Linked DNA regions of Ovis aries: region 2 is linked to region 1. A link is a contact called in public Hi-C data. All regions are on one chromosome and are shown on one strand. Each heading gives the region's core, a stretch centred on a gene start, on an enhancer-like site or on the middle of the called end of the contact. The rest is flanking DNA. Distances are from core to core; before and after follow the strand shown. Region 1 holds the start of ZNF839 (zinc finger protein 839). Region 2 holds the start of ANKRD9 (ankyrin repeat domain 9).

What was found. Hi-C and Micro-C count contacts between places; a contact is called where the count stands out from the background.
Region 2: a contact with region 1 is called in a Hi-C map of liver, with 3 times the contacts expected there. The contact joins the promoter of ANKRD9 here to the promoter of ZNF839 in region 1. A contact is called at or near these places in 3 of 16 Hi-C or Micro-C datasets (hypothalamus, liver and tail adipose tissue).

What each region holds. Positions count from the first base shown.
Region 1 is chr18:64,748,305-64,753,509 of ARS-UI_Ramb_v3.0, forward strand. It overlaps ZNF839 (zinc finger protein 839), which reads left to right and starts at 3,475. Exons shown (of 8, transcript XM_042235521.2): 1 at 3,475-3,782. The coding sequence starts at 3,495. It also overlaps the pseudogene LOC106990319.
Region 2 is chr18:64,886,243-64,890,885 of ARS-UI_Ramb_v3.0, forward strand. ANKRD9 (ankyrin repeat domain 9) reads right to left here and starts at 3,318. Exons shown (of 4, transcript XM_042235529.2): 1 at 3,123-3,318; 2 at 2,037-2,111; 3 at 1,415-1,445; 4 at 349-1,278. The coding sequence starts at 1,239. The coding sequence ends at 439.

The sequences.
Region 1 (5,205 bases), core at 2,225-4,724:
AAAATGCACACTGTGAACTCCCTCTCAGTTCAGTTCAGTCACTCAGTCGTGTCCAGCTCTTTTCAACTCCATGGACTGCAGCACACCAGGCTTCCCTTCCATCACCAACTCCCAGAGCTTGTGCAAACTCATCCATTGAGTCGGTGACACCATCCAACCATTTCATCCTCTGTCATCCCTTTCTCCTCCTGCCTTCAATCTTTCCCAGCATCAGGGTCTTTTCCAGTGAGTCAGTTCTTCGCATTGGGTGGCCAAAGTATTGGAGTTTCAGCTTCAGCAGCAGTCCTTCCGATGAATATTCTGGACTGGTTTTCTTTAGGATGGATTGGTTGGGTCTTTCTCCTTGCAGTCCAAGGGACTCTCAAGAGTCTTCTCCAACACCACAGTTCAAGAGCATCAATTCTTCAGCACTCAGCTTTCTTTACAGTCCAACTCTCACATCCATACATGACTACTGGAAAAACCATAGCTTTGACTAGATGGACCTTCGTTGGCAAAATAACATCTCTGCTTTTTAATATGCTGTCTGGGTTGGTCATAGCTTTTCTTCCAAGGAGCAAGCGTCTTTTACTTTCATGGCTGCAGTCTGCCATAAGGGTGGTGTCATCTGTGTATCTGAGGTTATTGGTATCTTGATTCCAGCTTGTGCTTAATCCAGCCCAGCATTTCACATGATGTACTCTGCATATAAGTTAAATAAACAGGGTGAAAATACACAGCCTTGAGGTGCTCCTTTCCCGATTTGGAACCAGTCTGATGTTTCATGTCCGGTTCTAACTGTTGCTTCTTGACCTGCATACAGATTTCTCAGGAGGCAGGTAAGGTGGTCTGGTATGCCCATCTCTTGAACAAATTTTTCAGTTTATTGTGATCCACACAGTCAAAGGCTTTGGTATAGTCTACAAAACAGAAATAGATGTTTTTCTGGAACTCTCTTGCTTTTTCGACGATCCAGTGGATGTTGGCAATTTGATCTCTGGTTCCTCTGCCTTTTGTAAATCGTTTGAACATCTGGAAGTTCATGGCTCATGTACTGTTGAAACCTGGCTTGTAGAATTTTGAGCATTATTTTACTAGCGTGTGAGATGAATGCAATTGTGCAGTAGTTTGAGCATTCTTTGGCATTGTCTTTCTTTGGGATTGTAATGAAAACACACCTTTTCTAGTCCTGTGGCCACTGCTGAGTTTTCCAAATTTGCTAGCATATTGAGTGTAGCACTTTCACAGCATCATCGTTTAGGATTTGAAATAGCTCAGCTGGAGTTCCATCGCTTCCATTAGCTTTGCTTGTAGGGATGCTTCCTAAGGCCCACTTGATGTCACATTCCAGGATGTCTGGTTCTAGGTGAGTGATCACACCATTGTGGTTATCTGGGTCATGAAGATCTTTTTTGTATAGTTCTTCTGTGTATTCTTGCCACCTCTTTTTAATATCTTCTGCTTCTGTTAGGTCCACACCCTTTCTGTCCTTTATTGTGCCTATCTTTGCATGAAATGTTCCCTTGATATCTCTAATTTTCTTGAAGAGATCTCTAGTCTTTCTCATTCTATCGTTTTCCTCTATTTCTTTGCCTTGATCACTGAGGAAGACTTGCTCATCTCTCTTTTCTATTCTTTGGAACTCTGCATTCACATTGGTATATCTTTCCTTTTCTCCTTTGCCTTTAACTTCTCTTCTTTTCTCAGCTATTTGTAAGGCCTCCTCAACCATTCTGCCTTTTTGCATTTCTTTTTCTCTGATTCCTAGAATGTCGATGTTCACTCTTGCCATCTCCTGTTTGACCACTTCCAATTTGCCTTGATTCATGGACCTAACATTCCAGGTTCCTATGCAATATTGTTTTAACAGCATCGGACTTTACTTCCATCACCAGTCATATCCACAACTGGGTGTTGTTTTTGCTTTGGCTCCGTCTCTTCATTCTTTCTGGAGTTATTTCTCCACTGCTCTTCAGTAGCATATTGGGCACCTACCGACCTGGGAGTTCATCTTTCAGTATCCTATCTTTTTGTTTTTTCATACTGTTCATGGAGTTCTCTAGGCAAGAGTACTGAAGTGGTTTGCCATTCCTTCTCCAGTGGACCACGTTTTGTCGAATTCTCCACCATGACCCCTCTGTCTTGGGTTGTCCTATAAGGCGTGGTTCATAGTTTCATTGAGTTAGACAAGGCTGTGGTCCATGTGACTGGTTTTGATTAGTTTCTGTGATTGCGGTTTTCATTCTCTCTGCCCTCTGAGGGATAAGGATAAGAGGCTTATAGAAGCTTCCTGATGGGAGAGACTGACTGTGGGGGAAACTGGGTCTTGTTCTGATTGGTGGGGCCATGCTCAGTAAATCTTCAATCCAATTTTCTGTTGATGGGCTGGGCTGTGTTCCCTCCCTGTTGTTTGACTGAGACCAAACTATGGCGGAGGTAATGAAGATAATGGTGGTGGTGGTGGTTTAGTTGCTAAGTCGCGTCCGACTCTTACAACCCCATGGACTGTAGCCACAAAGCTCCTCTGTCCACGGAATTCTCCAGGTAAGAATACTGGAGCGGGTTGCCATTTCCTTCTCCAGGGGATCTTCCAGAGCCAGGGACTGAACCTGGGTCTCCTGCATTGCAGGCAGATTCTTTACCCACTGAGCTACGAGGGAAGCCATGACGAAGATAATGGCAACCCCCTTCAAAAGGTCTCCTGCGCGCACAGCTGCACTCAGTGCCCTCGACCCTGCGCCTGCCTCTGCCCGATACTCATGGACACTCACAGGAAAGTCTGAGTCAGTCTCTGTGGGGTCACTGCTCCTTTCTCCTGGGTACTGGTGTGCAGAACATTTTGTTTGTGCCCTCCAAGAGTCTATTCCCCCAGTCCTATGTAAGTTCTGTAAGCAAATCCCACTGCCCTCCAAAGTCAAATTCCCCTGGGGGTTCTCAGTCCCACTGCCAGATCCCCAGGTTGGGCAATCTGTTGTAGGTCCTAGAACTTTCTTAACAGTGGGAGAATTTATTTGGTATAATTGTTCTGCAGTTTTGGGGTCGTCTGCTCTGCAACTCTATGGTGGGGTTAACGGCGATCTCCTCTAACAGGGTCTGCCACACCCAAGCCTGCTGCACCCGGAGCCCCTGCCCCTGCAGTGGGCCACTGCTGATCCATGCCTCCGCAGGTCCAGACAGGGTTTTCAGGTGACGCTGAGAGCGTTTGGACAATGTGATGTTAGGCCAGGAGCTCTGGAACCTCGAAGACTTTTTGCTGGACACCTCTTGCAGGAGGTGACAGGTGAAGGATGAATATGGCCTGACAATGAGGCAATGTGGCCGGGTAGCATTCTGGGCGGGAAGGGGCGGCAGGGCGGGGCCTGAACCGCCCACCGACCGGCGGTGTCAGTCTGGTGCGGTCGCCTTCCGAGATGTCTTGGCCTGCGGGGCACTCGTAGCTGCCTCCTTTCCCAGGTGACGCACATTTGAGCCGCCGGCGCTCGGCGACCCGGGTTCGGGTCTCCGCGTCGGCTGTCATGGCGGACGCGGAGCCGGAAGCTGAGGGTGGCGGTGAGGACGGCTGCAGCGGCGGCCGGGCTCCCTTTTCCCAGCGCGGGAGCGCGGCGCGCGTGGCCCCGCTGGGCCCCGAGCAGCTGCGGCGCGTCCTGGAGCAGGTGACGAAGGCGCAGCCGCCCGCGGAGCCGCCGCCGCCGCCCTGCGTGCTGGACGCGGCGCGGCGGCTGCGGGACGCGGCCCAGCAGGCCGCCCTCCAGCGGGGCCCCGGCGCCGAGCCCCCGCGCCCGCCGCGCCTGCTGCCGCCGCAGGTGAGGCGCCGGGCGGGGCCGTGGGGCAACTGAGGCCCGGGAGAGGCCTCGCGCGGGGAAGGAAGGCTTCTCCGCGTAGGCCTTGGAGCCGCCCTGCCCGAGAGAGCGGCCGTTACAGTTCAGGGCGTCCCCATACTCGGCTCCCTGGGGACGGCAGGCCGCCCGCCCCTGTCAGCGCCGGCACCGTCGGCTCCTCCACCCCGCCGGGCCCCTGCCCGCGGCTCCTCCGCGCTGCCTGGCTCCTCTCGCGGGCGTTTCGCCCCGTTTTCGTTGAGCGCTCACGGTGTCCAGGCGCTGCGGCAGGTGCAGCGTTTGACCCCAGTCCATGAAGAGCGGCCGGACCTGGGGGCTGCTCCCGAGTGAGGGGTCCCCAGGCCTGACACTGCAGCGGAGACCTGAGTGGATTAAAAGGAACCAACGTAGAGAGTCTTTCGGTGGAAGGGGCTGCAAAGGGGCCCGGCCGAGACTCGGGGGCCGAACGAAGTACATTCTAGTGACTTGATGCAGCACCTGCTCGCAGTGGCGGCGTCTGCGTTTGCAACCCCTGTTACAGACCCGGCAGGTGCCTGACATTGGCTTAATGAATGAAACCCGTGAAAGCACTCCGTGTGCTAGCCAGCGTCCTTTCTCAGTGGCCTGATTTCCAGGTCACACAGCTCTTGGCCGCTAAGGAAGCTGGAACTCGAACATGGGTCTTGACATCCCAGAGCGTCCAGAGTAGCATCCAAGCCTGAGGTCGTTCATGTCACCTGTAAAGTCACATTCCCTTTCAGCACTGGGCTTGTAAATGTCACCGTGCTTCTCACTCCAAAAGTGCCACAGAGATCCTGCCTCTAGAAGAAGTAGGTAGAGAGTAGAATCATCAGTCTTCACTAAGCTTATGTCTTTGTTTCTGAGGGATTTGGCCAGTTAAGATTGGTACCCAGTTGATCATCAAGACTGGAGAGTTGTCTCGCCCAAGTTTGGGGAGACAAGTATGACTGCCCAAACACCAAACTTCTTAGAAGTGTGACCTTGGGTAATTCAACCTCGTTGGACTTTGGCTTTCTTATTTGTAGGATGTTTGTCTCCTACTGTGCTGAGGACATAAACGCCTCCCACTGAAGTCCTGCACAGCAGGTCTGTGGAGTCCGAAGGGTTCTGGTGGCCGAGTCTGTCCATCTCCTCTCTCTATCCAGCACAGTGCTGGACTGCTTGGGTCTCAGCAACCACACAAAAGTGTTTTTATCAGCATTTTATAGATGAGGAAGGAGCTGAGAGAGGCTGAGTGCTTACCCTGAGCCTCCCCCAGGTGTGGCTGCACTCCAGGGCCTGTTGAATGTTGCTATAGCTTTTTGGGTTAGATAACTTAGGAAAGAGCCCCAAAATGATGTATTCCCCCAAATGAAAGCAAACTTAATTGGAGTTAGATAGCATGATCATG
Region 2 (4,643 bases), core at 2,068-4,567, 140 kb after region 1:
CCGGGGTAGAGGCCCTCCAGCCAGCGCCCCCACGGCGGTTCCCTCAGCCTCCAGGCCTTTGCACAAGCCGGCCCCCAGCACCTGCCCAACTCCTCCTCCGCTCAGCTGTCTCTCCCTCTGGAACACCTTCCGGAGGCTCTAAATCAAGGCGGGGCTCCGGTCCTCGGGTCTGCGCAGGGAGCTGAGGACAGGGCCCGGCTCTCAGAAGTTGCCTGACCTCGCAGCCCCGCTCCACGCACCCAGGGAGGTGTGGAGCTGAGCGCGGCCGCATCCGGAAGCCGCAGCTCACGGCTCGCCTGCCCATCCTGTCCTGGCCCCCCGAAGCACGCCAACAGACGAAAACAGAGGTTCTGCCGTCCAGAAACAATATATGTAAAGTGCCAGGTACAACGCTCTTAAAAATTGTATGCTCCAAAAGTCCAGGGTCTGGAGCGCGCTCTAGCCCTTGCCCGTGAGGTCCAGCGGCTGCAGGAAGGGCGGCAGCGGCAGCTCATCCAGGGCCTCGGGGAAGCGGCCGGGTGAGATGGCGGTGACCAGCACCTGCATGGCGCGCGCGAAGAGCGAGGGCGGCGCGAGGCCCGCCAGCCACTGGAACTTCTCCTCACCCAGCAGCCGCCGCCAGCGTGGCCGGTCGCCCAGCAGCTCGCGGCGGGCCGGGCCGGCGGCGTCCGCGGGCGTGTACAGCGCCAGCAGGTCGAGCAGCAGCAGGCGGCGCTGGCGCGGCTCCCCAAGCGGCGGCGCGGGCGCCCCGGAGGCCGCAGGGGCAGCAGCCCCGGCGTCGCGGCCCAGCTGGCGCAGCAGCAGCTCGAGCGGCGTTAGGCCGCCGCCATCGCGCAGGCCGGGCGAGGCGCCGTGGCCGAGCAGCAGGAAGAGGCACTCGGGGCGCACCAGCTCGCAGGCCACGTGCAGCGCCGTGCCACCACCCTCCACGCGGCTGCAGCCGCGCCGGTCGAGCAGGCGCGCGCGCTCCTCGGCCGGGAAGTCGCGCACGGTGCGCAGGATGCGGCGCAGAATGCCCACGCGGTTGTAGCGCACGGCCAGCGCCACGTGCGGCCCCGGCGCCGCGCAGCAGCGGAAGCCAGCGCTCGGAGGCGCGAGCGCGCGCCGCGGGAAGGTGGCCAGCAGGTAGTGCGCGTACCCCTGGTGGTCGTGCACGAGCGCGTAGAGCAGCGCCTCGGACGGCGAGTAGGCGGCAGCACGGCCGCGCTCGTCCCAGTGGAAGGCCTCGCTGGCGCGCATGTCCTCCAGCAGCCAGACGGGCAGCAGGTCGCGCACGGCCTGGTAGAAGGCGAACGACGACTTGCGGCACTGCTTCTGTGCCCTAGAGCGCGCCGCCCCCGCGCCCTCGGGCCCGCCTTCCGCGCCGCCCCCCGGCAGTCGCGCGTCCCACGGCATGCTGGCTGGGCGTCCTCACCTCACGGCATGGGCCCCCGGGGGCCGACCACCTGCGAGCAGAGAGGTCCAGTGAGGGTCGAGGATCCAGGCGGGAGGGGGGGGGTCTCCTGTCGAAGCCCCCCACGCCTCCCCACCTGGCTGGGCCTGTCTGGTACCGGCCTCCCCCGCCCACCCCCAGCCTCCGACGGGCTGTCCCAGTCACTCCTCAACAGCTCGCTTCTCTTCCAGGCCCTGAACCACCTCCCACATCCTGGATCTAGCGGCAGACGGTGGCCCTCCCTGAGATCGTCTCCTTATCTGGTACCTCGACTAAGGACCCCCTTCCCCTGCCTCTGCCCTCATAGCCCCCCACCTACCGTTGCCAAGACCACACTGAAACCTCACACCCCCTCCAGCCCAGGGACCCGCCAGAAGAGTTCCTGCTCCCACCTGCGGCAGCTGCACCCAACCCCAATTAAGGAAAAAGCCAGGTCGGGGGTGGGGGTGTAGGAGAGCTGCATCTCACATCTCAAGCTGAACCAAACCCTTTCTGTAGCCCAAACTCCCTCTCCCCAACTCCATCTAACCTTGACCCTGCCATCTGACCCCTGTCTGCAGCTAGGAGACCCTGCCCAGGGGCAGAGCTCCTGACTCAGACCTACCTGGTTAGTGCACCGCAATGACCAAGTTCTGTGCAGGTGGGTGTATCACTGTCCTCTGAGCCTCAGCTTCCTCATCTGTAAGAAAGAGGGAAGGCAGGCTGGGAGCCACAGCAGGGAGGGGGGCCTCCAGCCTTCCACCCAAACATGGTGTTTCCGTGCCGTCCCCGCCCCAAGCTCCCGCGAGGAGGCAGGGGGATGAAATCAACCAAGAGACCGGTGTGTACACTCTTCAGGGCCTGCAGACCCCGCCCCAGGTCTGCTAGCTCCCTTGGTCTTCCCAGAGGCTGGACGAAGCAGGGCTTGGCATCCCACTTTCCAGCAAGGGACAAACTTGTCCAAGGTCAGCCGGCAAGTCATGGCAGAGCCAGGCCTGGACCCAAGATCTCCTACCTCGTATTTCGGGCTCATTCCAGAAGTGGGGGGACCCGCCAACCCACCGGAAACCCAGCTTGAGCCCTAACCTTGTCCCCAAAGCCCCCTGCACCAACCAACCTGAGCCCTGACTTCCAGCCCCTGGCCCCAGCTCCCCACCGCATTTTGTCAAGGGTAAGCCCTTGGGTCACAAGGGCCCTGGGTCAGCGGGTAGGCTGAGTCCACACACACCGGGTAACTTAAGTTACAGAGACGGGCACGGGGCAGGGGGCGGAGGGGAGCTGGAGCCACAGCGCCCTTTAAGGGGGCACCGTGACTGGAAAGCGGCGCCCCACGCCGGGGCCTCCGCACCCCGGGTGTACCCTGTGTGGACACTGGGCGCCGGGCGGGTTACGTAAAGTTGGGCCGGCCTCACGTCACTGGGCAGCGAGTCACGGTCGCGGCTCAGTGAATGGGGGGTGGGGGCTGGGCCACCGAGGGCAAGGCCGCGCGCCCAGGGCCGCCCGCCAGCTCCGCCCCGGACCCCACCGGCCGCACGGCCGGACCCCGGGTCGCGGGGGGGCGAGGCCAGAGTATCTGCAGGCCAGTGGCCGGCGCAGCGAGGGCTGCACCTGCGTGAGCGTGTGTCCAGGGAGAATGGGGGGGGGCGGTGGCCAGGGAGTCGCGCCTGGGGCGGGAGCCGCACGCCGAGCGGGCCGAGGAAGGGGGACTCACCTTGGGGGCTGGAGGGGCCGCGAGCCTGGCGTCCCCGCCCCCGCGGCGGGCGGGAGCGCGCGCCGTCTCCCCGCGGGTCCGTGCGCAGGCGAAGCTCCCAGGACAGACGGACGGGAGGCCGCCGCCGCCGCCCGCGCCCGCCTCAGCCGCGCTCTGAGCCGCCGCTGCCGGATCGCTGGGCTGCGGTGCCGGCGCCGGCGGCGGGCGGGCGGGCGGCGGGCGGCGCAGTGCGGCCCGGGCCGGGCAGGACCGCTGGGCCGCCCGCCGCCGCCATTGGCCCGCGCCGCCGGCCTCCGCCGGCGCCTATTGGCCACCGCGCTGCACCATTGTTACGTCACCGGCCGGCGGGCGGGGCACCCGGGGGGACCCGCGGAAAAGTTGGGAGAAACTTGCGGGCGCACGGGGGGCGGGGCCGCGATGGGAGCGAGCGGGGCGGGGCTCCCGGAAACCCGAGTGGCTGGCGGAGAAGGGCTCCCGGCTCCCGGCGGCTGGCCACCCGCGCCGGGAGGGCCCCTCGGCCTGCGGTGCCTCCGCTCAGCGAGTCTGTGCTCGCACTCAGGCGCCCGGGCTCCGTCGAGCGTGACTCTCCTCGGCACCCCACGAGACGTCTTCCACGTCCCCTTTGCACTGACCCTCTGTGACCTTGGGGATGACCTCCGGGACTGTTTTCCCGGGACCGCACGTGGAGGGGGAAGGGGTTGTGACCCCTAAGGGTCCCCGGCCGCGTTCTGCCCCAGAGGGTCCGGGCATCTGGAGCCCCTGCTCCAGGCTGACTTTCCCAGGGAATGGATGGTGAACCGGATGCAAACAGTCACTTATCAGCGCCTAGCTGCACCAATCTCTGTGCTAAACACGCTTGATTTCATTTCCACAGCCAGTGGCGGTGGGAATTATGACCCCTGATTCACCAACCATGAAATCGGGTCTCACAGGGAGGTGACCTTCATGCGTTGTTGTTGTCCAGTCGCTCAGTCTTGTCCGACTTTGCGACCCTGTGGACGGCCACACTCTGGGCTTCCCTGTCCTTCACCATCTCCCGGAACTTGTTCAAACTCAAGCCCATCGAGTCGGTGATGCCATCCAACAATCTCTTCCTCTGTCGTCCCCTTCTCCTCCTGCCCTCAGTCTTTCCCAGCATCAGGGTCTTTTCTAATAAGTCAGCTCTTCTCATCAGGTGGCCAAAGTATTGGAGCTTCAGCTTCAGCATCGGTCCTTCAAGTGAGGAACACACAAAAGGGAAGCTAGACACGTGTTTCTTTTCTTCAGACATTTATGATTGAAGGGGCCCTGCCCACCTGGCCTTTCTACAAGTAGCACACGCATGCCCAAGATCCCACCAGACCCTGCCACCCAAACTGCTGCCTACCTTAGTGCAACAAGGCCCTGCAGGCCTTACCATACCTTGAGGGGAGGTGGGGGCGGGGATCCATGATGGTGCCTGCTCAGTCATGTCCGACTCTCTGCCGCCACATGGACTGTAGCCTGACAGGCTCTTCTGTCCATTGAATTTTCCAGGCAAGA